Linked DNA regions of Anas platyrhynchos: regions 1 and 2 are each linked to region 3. The links are chromatin contacts, called in public Hi-C maps. All regions are on one chromosome and are shown on one strand. Each heading gives the region's core, a stretch centred on a gene start, on an enhancer-like site or on the middle of the called end of the contact. The rest is flanking DNA. Distances are from core to core; before and after follow the strand shown. Region 1 overlaps CBFB (core-binding factor subunit beta). Region 2 overlaps GNAO1 (G protein subunit alpha o1). Region 3 has its middle 24 kb from the start of GNAO1.

What was found. Hi-C and Micro-C count contacts between places; a contact is called where the count stands out from the background.
Region 1: a contact with region 3 is called in a Hi-C map of skeletal muscle, with 1.9 times the contacts expected there. The contact joins two enhancer-like sites. A contact is called at or near these places in 4 of 8 Hi-C or Micro-C datasets (F1 follicle, liver, skeletal muscle and 1 more).
Region 2: a contact with region 3 is called in a Hi-C map of skeletal muscle, with 2.6 times the contacts expected there. The contact joins two enhancer-like sites. A contact is called at or near these places in 3 of 8 Hi-C or Micro-C datasets (liver, skeletal muscle and subcutaneous adipose tissue).

The regions. Positions count from the first base shown.
Region 1 is chr12:13,474,615-13,477,490 of IASCAAS_PekinDuck_T2T, forward strand. The region is part of intron 6 of CBFB (core-binding factor subunit beta); the gene reads left to right. Among named protein-coding and RNA genes, the nearest start is that of PHAF1, 12 kb to the right of the region's middle. Within about 2 kb of position 1,392, at least 3 of the 8 cell types and tissues checked have an H3K27ac peak or open chromatin away from gene starts, as enhancers often do.
Region 2 is chr12:13,281,252-13,284,026 of IASCAAS_PekinDuck_T2T, forward strand. All of the region lies in intron 4 of GNAO1 (G protein subunit alpha o1), which reads right to left. The region is part of intron 1 of LOC140003541 (a long non-coding RNA gene); the gene reads left to right. Among named protein-coding and RNA genes, the nearest start is that of AMFR, 61 kb to the left of the region's middle. Within about 2 kb of position 1,395, at least 1 of the 8 cell types and tissues checked has an H3K27ac peak or open chromatin away from gene starts, as enhancers often do.
Region 3 is chr12:13,406,195-13,409,377 of IASCAAS_PekinDuck_T2T, forward strand. No RefSeq gene overlaps it. Among named protein-coding and RNA genes, the nearest start is that of GNAO1, 24 kb to the left of the region's middle. Within about 2 kb of position 1,642, at least 1 of the 8 cell types and tissues checked has an H3K27ac peak or open chromatin away from gene starts, as enhancers often do.

The DNA.
Region 1 (2,876 bases), core at 142-2,641, 68 kb after region 3:
TGAAAGGAAAGGCCCCTTTAGGCACAGCATAAATGCAACCATATGCCCTTACCTTGGAGTCTTTGCTGAATTTTGACAATAAAATTGCTGTGTTTATGATTACTTTGCTGAAGAAGCAGCTCTGTTGCTTTCAAGGCAGAGAGACAGCAGCAATTAACTTGCTGTCCTTCTTTAGTAAGTGTAAAATATGCTTGATTACAAAATTGATAACTAAATAAATGAATATAACTAGGATTATGGTAACATGTAAGGACTGTGTGCCTTTATTTCTCAGAAGAAACGGGAGGCAGTTAAAATGAGAAGAAACCTTGGCACGATCTGGTCAGTGGGAGAAGTGTATGCAAAGTGGAACTGTTACCCTTTTGTTACTTTTAGTGCAGCTCTTAAGTTGGTGCGGAAGCATCTGTTTGGACTTGCAGAACAACCATCTTGTGTTCAGAAAAATCATTACATCCCAGTTTGGTTTTCTGACAAAAATAAAAATAAAACTAAAGCGTGGCATTCATTGTTAACTTTGCCTATTGGTATCACTGGATAAGGTGAATGATTTGGGTTTTGAAAATAACACGAAAATCGCAATTAAATGCGGTTTCCTACAATTCTGCATCTCTGCTAAGAAAGCAGTTTGCGAAAGTTGCTTGAGTGGCTGGAAGGAGTGTGCTCATTAGCATTCAAAATCTCGAGCGCTGTACATGAGTGCACCTGCTTGTGCTACAGTGATCCCTCCGATTACTGAGAAGTCTGTGGGTTTGTGCCCCAACAGGGATGGCGGTGGTTGTTTTCGGTGTTCTTCTGTGCGTAGGCAAAAGGCTGCTTCCTTCAGTCAGGGTACAGCCTGCGTCAGTGGAACAGAGGGAGAAGATCTAACCCATGGATGTCTAAAATCCAACAGCAATCCTATTTATGTACTGGACACATAAACTTACCAGGTACTGCTTGTGGTATTGAAAATAGTGACCGTGTTTCCAAATCAGCAATGGCAACGTGGCCACCAAGAGGTGCAGGAGGGAGCGTCCTCTTTGGAAGCATGCTGACAAGTAGAGGGGTTTATTAATGGACGTGGTACCCATCAGAACGGGATCATTGCACGGGAAAGGCAAATGTGACTTGAAATCAGCATTTAAATAATGGAAGGAAGCACGACTCCGTGTGGGTGAAGCCAGCCAATTGTGCTGGCAGTGTAAACTTAGCCAGATGAGAGGAATGGTAGGTAAGGGAGGAAGAAGTGAGCAAGAATTGAGCATGGAAAGCTGCAGAAAATGGTGCTGGCAGGCCAGGCCGGCGGGTTTGGGAGCTGGCAGACGCGGCTCGCTTGCAGTTGAGCATGGGAGGGAAGCAGCAGCGTGCTGTGAACTGGGCTAACCGCCCTGCGGCGGCAGGGCTTCCTCTGTGTCAGTAAATGTGACTCAGAAGAGCCCAGGGAGCATCGCGGAGCAGCCGGCGTGTCGCTGTTAGTCACTGCTTAGCTGAAATGCCCGTATTGTTTGGTGGCATCGTGTGAACCCGATAATTGCCTAAGCCGCGCATATCCCGGTACTGCTGCCCGCACTGAGCCTGTCCAGCCCCTTCCACCACAGCACAAAGAGCTTTCTGAAGGAGGGAAGGGTCATTTGTTTGTTTTTTGGGTTAGGTTGTTTCTTTATTGTTTTTAGTGGTTATTTTTCAGCTTTTTTTTAAGAATGCTATTTTGAAGCCCTGAATGCAGCAGGTTGCTGCAGCTGGCGAAACTCAGAGCTATGCCAGATAATGCTTCTGCAGCGATGGCTCCCCCAGCTGAAAACCTGGCACTCCTGGGGCTGCAGTGGTACTTTGAGGCTAAGGTGCCAGCTGTGCACCCTGTAAATTAAACCAAAGTGTCCACGCTAACATGTCTTAAAGTACAGCTCATATCTATTGAACGCTCCCAGAATAGACGTACTGCTTTAAAATTGAAGTACATAAATGGGTTTCAAGTATTTACCTGCATTTGTGTGTGCTACTTGAAAGCAGCCTGTGTGCATACGGAAGAGAAAAATCAAAATACTCGGGTTATGAACCCAAACCAGAGGAGGAACACACTGTTCGGTTGCAGAAGAGGTGACGCACGAGGTCTCTGGCTGTGGGGGCAGCTTGGGCCCTCTTTTTTGTGTTCAGCTGCAGACCTTAGTGGCTGACAGTTAAATGCCTGCTGCCTTAGAGGAAATGCAGCACACTTGGGATGCAGAGTGTGTGTCTGGGGATTGGTGGTGCTGGGAGGAGAAGCAGGCATCTGTGATACATGTATGTCTATTTTTCAGGTAAAGTATGAGTCCTCTATGAGAACTGATATTACTACTGACCTTCTTTAATTTCCTCTTTAAATTGCCATCAATTCAAACTGTTTAACAGAGTCATTTACTTAAAGGAGAACTGATATCACTTTTTTTTACACAGGGGCTCAATCATAAGTACCAAAGTTTTCTCAAGTTTTGTTATCGCTAACTTTATAGGTGTACCAAAGGAAGAAAAAAAACCATGCTGCAGTAAAACTCAAAATCTTAATTAAGAGCTGTTAAAATGTTTGTGTATAGATTAAATTGTACTGCTGTGTTGTTATAAGCCTTTGTTCCAGGAAAAGCTAAAGTAAATGTTGACTGCATGAATATCCAGAGGGGAGGTTTATTTGGGAATGATGTAATGTACTCTGCCATCTTGGCACTGTAGCTCTTCCCCCAAAAATCTCAATCCTGAGAAAGCTCACAGGAAAGGTTAACAGAAGGGAATTTCACACCAAAGAACATGTGTTTCAGATGAAGAGACATGAAACCCCATTGCCTTACTGTGCTGAGACGAGCCTCAGCCTGGCTGCGGGAGGGTTTCTGAGGCTGGGCTCAGAGCAGAGCCAAAGTTTGGAGCCC
Region 2 (2,775 bases), core at 145-2,644, 130 kb before region 3:
GACGGCCTACGTGCACGGCGTGGACGGGGACCCTTCCCCAGGCACCCTGCCACCATGGAAACTCCTCCTGGGTCTGCGTCTGTGCCAAAGGCTCTTCAGGCTGCTATTTGCAATGAAGAAGCGTAGCTGAGGTCCCTGGCTGTGGTCAGAGCTGGATACCTGTGGCATGGCTTACACAGATGTGAACATTCACATGGGTTGAGGTTAATGGCAGTAAAATAGTTCATTCTCTTTGGTTGCCTCGAAGGCAGCATCTTGGCAGTCTTTTTGCCAGCAGCATCCAGATCGCTGTGCCCCAGGCACTATGTGCACCCAAGGTGCTAACACAGCTCCAAGCCCACGTCCTCAGTGCTCACCAAGCCGTGGTGAAAGGGCAGCCCCAGCTCGTGTGCTGGTCTGGGGCAGATCTGGGGACAGAGGGGTAGGAAGGCAAGAAAACAAGCCTGCAGGCGGTGGAATCTTCTCAGATATTCCTTTGTGGTCCTGGTCCTGGCCTCTGTCCATGTCTCCTCCCTGAATGAAAGGCCACGTGTGGGATACTCCAGCATTGCTGCGCTGGCTTGGGTTGCATTCGATTGGGAAATCAGAGCACCATTTGTCAGCAGAAGCAGCTGAGTCACTGCTGGGTTATTTTCTGCTCCTTGTACAGAGGCGCTTGAGGGTTAGCTCCAACATGATGGCATGGTAGCTGCTGGCAAATGCTGACTTTTTAATCAAGGTTGTCATGAGCAGAATTCAATTCATCTCACTCCAGATGTTATTGTGGAGACGTCTCCACCCAGGCTGGTTGCACTGAGCTCCTTCACAGCTCATGGATGGAAAAGGGCATTTCAAATGTCTGCTGTCTGCTTCTGACATTACCTTGTACCCTAACTTCTTCCTTTCATTTGACAATGAACCAATAGCTTGATGTATATTTAGCATTAAACCATTTAATATTTAGTAGCTGCAGAGCAAGGAGACAGAGGAAAATCACTGGGCTTGGAGAGTGTCAGTGTAGTAAACTCATAGTATCTTCCACCAGGAGAGAAAAAATGTGTGGGTGCTGCTTCCAGAAGGTGTGATACGACAGCACGGCTGCCCAGACCAGCTGGCTCTGGGCAAACACCCTGAGGTTGTGGCACCACAGTATTTTTCCTGCAGAAACCGTGCCCAGCCGTATCGGCTATATTATTTTAGGGCAAGGGGAAGAAAACCCCACAGTCCACCCTCAGAGCCCAGCGCTCCTCCAGCACACACAGCGGTGATGTAACACATCTTAAATAATCATCAGTTATGAAATGCTTGAAACGTCGCCAGGCAGTTGTATTGTGTCCCTTCAGAAATCAATAGCACCTAGGCGCAGGAAGCACAGCGCTCGCACACGTGCGCAGAGCGCACTGTCACAGAAGCACCAAATATCCTGAGTTGGAAGGGACCCATGAGGACCGTGTCCAACTCCTGGCTCCACACAGGACCGCCCCAAAATCAGACCATATGCCTGAGAGCGCTGTCCAAAAGCTTCTTGAACTCCAGCAGGCTCGGTGCTGTGATCGCTGCCCTTGGGGGCCTGTCCCAGTGCCTGACCACCCTCTGGGTGCAGACCCTTTCCCTAACCCCCAGCCTGACCCTCCCCTGTCCCAGCTCCATGCCGTCCCCTTGGGTCCTGTCGCTGTCCCCAGAGAGCAGAGCTCAGCGCCTGCCCCTCCGCTCCCTGTGAGGGAGCTGCAGGCCGCCATGAGGCCTCCCCTCAGCCTGCTCTGCTCGGGGCTGAACACACCAAGGGGCCACAGCCACTCCTCATACACCTTGCCCTCTACACATTTCCCTGTCTTTGTAGCCCTCCTTTGGACACTTTAATAGTTTCATGTTCATTATTGTTTCACCCCAAACCACACTGTGTTCGCGGCGAGGCCGCAGGAGGCAGAGCAGAGCGGGACAGTCCCTTCCCTTGGCCGGCCATGCCGGGCCTGAGGCACCCGGGGCCATGTTTGGCCTCGTGCCTGCCAGGGCCTGCTGCTGGCTCACGTTCCACTTGCTGGCAACCAGAAACCCCAGATCCCTTTCCACAGGGCTGCTCTCCAGCCTCTCGCCCCATAATCTGTACATACAGCCAGGGCTGCCCCATCCCAGGTGCCGAATCTGGCATTTGCCCTTGTTAAATGTCGTATTGTTGGTGATGGCCCAGCCGTCCAACTTGTCAACATCTCTCTGCAAGGCCTCTCTAACCCTCAAGGGAGTCAACAGCTCCTCCCAATCTAGAATTATCTGCAAACTTACTCACAACATATTCTAGTCCTACAGCCAAGTCATTTATAGAAACATTAAAGAGAATTAATCTCTAAAATTGATTTAGGGCCTAAGAGGCCCTAAAACGGAGCTCTGGGGATCCCCACTAGTGACTAGTTACTGACGAAACCCTATTTACTAGAACCCTTGGAGCCTGTCCCACCAACCAGTTGTTCACCCATCGTATTGTGCACTTGGCTAGCTGTATGCTGGACATTTTATCCAGAAGGGTACCGTAAAAAGCAGTATCAAAAGCTTTGCCGAAACCCAAAACTGGCTTCCCTGGGTCAAATAGGTAGGTAACCTTGTCATAAAAGGACATTAGATAAACAGGACCTGCCCCTCGTTCTTCCTTATCTAAAAAGTCCCCTCCCCTACATGGCAGGCTCTGCTGTCCTGCCACTGCTTCTGACCAGAAACTATCCTGTCCAACCAGACGAGATACCAACACAAGATACTCCCCAGACTCCCACCCCGAAATCCAACCAGCACCATGGCCCTCCTGGT
Region 3 (3,183 bases), core at 392-2,891:
TTTAAGGCACAGGGTTGCAGTCCTGCTCCCATGGCCAATGAAGTCAATATTCCACCGTTAATTCACCATTTTGCAGCTGTGCTCAGGCACTTGGGTCACAAAAAGAAAAATGCAAACTTAGGAAAAAAAAATAATAAAGACGTCAGTTCCTGCTGCTGCAACCCCAGGGCTGTGCCTGCCGGGTCAGGGTCGTGGGTTTGGGGCAGAACCCAGCACCCAGCCCAGGAATTTGCCCTTTTTTATCTGCAAGGCCTCATGAGCAGCAGACGGGACATTACCAACATTTTTTTAGAGCACTGGGATGCTCGTGGCATCCCCTGTGCCGGGCAGATGGGAGAGGGCTTGGGGGTACCCCCAGCATGCCAGGAGAGAATTGGGGATGTCACCAGGTTGAGCATCCCCAGCGGATGCAGTACATCACATCCACTTATTATTATTATTATTATGACTACGACTACTACGACTGCTACAACTGCTACAACTGCTACAACTACTACTCCTCTTACTCTTACTATTACCACTTCATTTCTGCAGGCTGCTCCAAGGCAGAGCAGCACCCGCTGATGGAAACTGCCGCCGGCAGCCAGCCTGCAGCCCACTCACGCCTTAATCCGCCCCGACAGATGCTGGTGAGGAAAGGCTCCTGCAGCAGGATCGGGCCCCCTGCCCAACGCTTCATCCCTTAAAAGCTCTGCGTTATCCCCAGCACGGCCCTGGGGCACGGTGGTTAATGCCACATGGAGGTGGTGCTGTCCCCATAGCATCCCCACGGGCATCGCCTTATCCCAGCACACCACGGACCCAAATTATTCAGGGAGGAAAAGCTAAACGCATTTTTATTTTATTTTTTTACATTTTTTGTGTTCGTTTTAAGCTTTTTTATGGGAAAAAGGGATAAAAAAAAACAGCTGCTGCATTGGTTTGGCAGCGCAGAGCCCCGCACTGCTCCTCCAGCTCAGGCTTATGCTGTGCCAGGGTTTATTTTTGGGGTGATTCTTCTTGATGCCTGGCAATTGCTGATTTTGTCACCATCAGCCCTACAGTTGGGCGATGGATGGCATCTCATCCAATGCAGGTACAGGAGATGTAGAGGGGACTGGGTGGTATTTTTGAGTCACAACATCTCTTTTTTATTATTTTTTTTCTTGCACAGAAGTAGGAAGAGCCATGTCAGGTGAAATGTGTCGTGAATTCCTGTTTTATTCATCAAACTTGTTAGCAAAGGGGAAAAAAAACACGACATACTTTTTTTCCAGGTCGGTAACTTTCACACCGGTTGCCTAAGAGGATTTTTTCCTTTTTTTGAACTGACGTTTTCATACCCTATGTCCCTCGGTGCCCAGAGAACCAACTCAGGCTCTGAAATCAAACCTGTCACCCAAGCTGGTTGCCCATCCCTAGCACCAGGGCGGGCTGAATTTTCCAGTCCCGCTTCCCCCAAGCCCAAATCCTTTCCTGATGGCTTTTTGGCTTTTCTTGGGCCACCGCCTGCAGAAACCCTTCTTATTGCTGCTCCTCAGTGGGCATATTTGGGGTAAAAAATACATTTGTGGTGCAACCCCTGGTTCTGGGGCTGGGTGGCCTTGCGGGGTCTCGGCGGGTGCCTGCTGTGCCCCGTTTATCGGTTGGGCAGATGGAGAGGGACCACGGTGTCCCCAAGGCTTATCAGGCCTTGGGAAGCTTCCCCACAGACCTTCGCCCTCCTGCTGGCTGCCGGCTGTGAGCAAACCCTCTCTTTTCCCCCTCCCTGTGGCAGTGGGGCCAGGAGCTCCTCCAGGATATCCTGCGGCCCCGGCCGGATCCGGGAACAATGCGCGGGGCTGGGATGGTGTCCCCTCGGAGCTGGGTTTCCTCCCCGGGTCTCACCCCTCTCCTACCACCGGTACTGTGCATCCCCATCCCAATCCCACTCCCATTCCCATACCATCCCTATCCTCATCCTATTCCCATCCCTATCCCCATCCCCATCGCCATCCCATCCCAATCCCCTAAATTGGGGGAAATCATCATCTGCTTTGTGTTTCTTTTACCCCTTTGGGAAGAAAGCTCCTTGGGGCAGCTCAGGTGCATCTTCCAGCTAAATCCTGCCCCACACCCAATAGGGCCATGTCCCACCACGTCCCGCTGAAGCCCTTCCCTCTGCAGGAAACCCGTTATTTGCTTCCAGTTTATTGAGTCCGGCTTCCTTCCTTTCTCCCTCATTGTGCGCTGCACAATCACTGGGAGCATTTGAAGCATTCCCCAAGCACCTCTTTGTGGGGTCGTACTTTGGGGGGTGTTTTTGTAGGCTGATTTCTCATCTCTGGGGGTTCAAAGCTCTGTGAGCAGCTCTGGCAGCTCCCTGATTTATAGACCTGTCCCAAGTCCCACTTTTGGGGAAACCTCCCCATCCGTGTCACTGCGCGTGGGCGAGGGATGGAATAGTTGGGATGACATGAGTCTGGGATCTGGGTGAATAAAATATTTGGGGCACAGAGCAAACCCAAAAACATCCCGGTGAGTGTGGACATGAGCTCCAGGCACCAGATGAGGTTCGGTGATGGGACTCGTTAGGTCAGGCTGATGGCTGGACTTGATGATTTTGAAGGTCTATTTCCAACTTCAATTCCACAATTTTACATATGGTCTTTTCAGCATTCCTAAATTTGGGTTTATTTCTTACCCTGGCCCATAGCAAGACAAATACATAAATTCTGAAGGGTTTTTTTTTGCAGGTTTAGGGCCGGCGGGGCCGGTTTGCCAGCGCACACTGCCATCTGCAGCATCTCGCAGGAGGAGCTGCCTGGAGCCGGCCAGCACCCGTGGCTCGCTGGTTCCCCCGGAGCTGCTGGGATGTAAATTCATCCATTAAAGATGAAATCCCCCCAGGATGGGTCTCCACACGGTGGGGACGGAGCGTGGGAGGAGAAGGAGCAGGAGCTGGGGGACAGCACACATCCGAGGGCAGAGTTGGTGGATGAGAGGCACAGCACAAAAAATAAAAAAATAAATATATACACAAATACATCTCCCAAGGAGATTTTTTGGACATTACCAGAGTAATAGGGATTATTAGATATATTATATGGAGCATCCTGTCCACTGGCCGAGCCTCTTAGGGCTACGTGGGGCAGAACCATGCGGGGGCCCAACGGTGCCCAACATCGGCATCGCCCCTCAGGGCTCTGCGACCTCTTTTCCCCC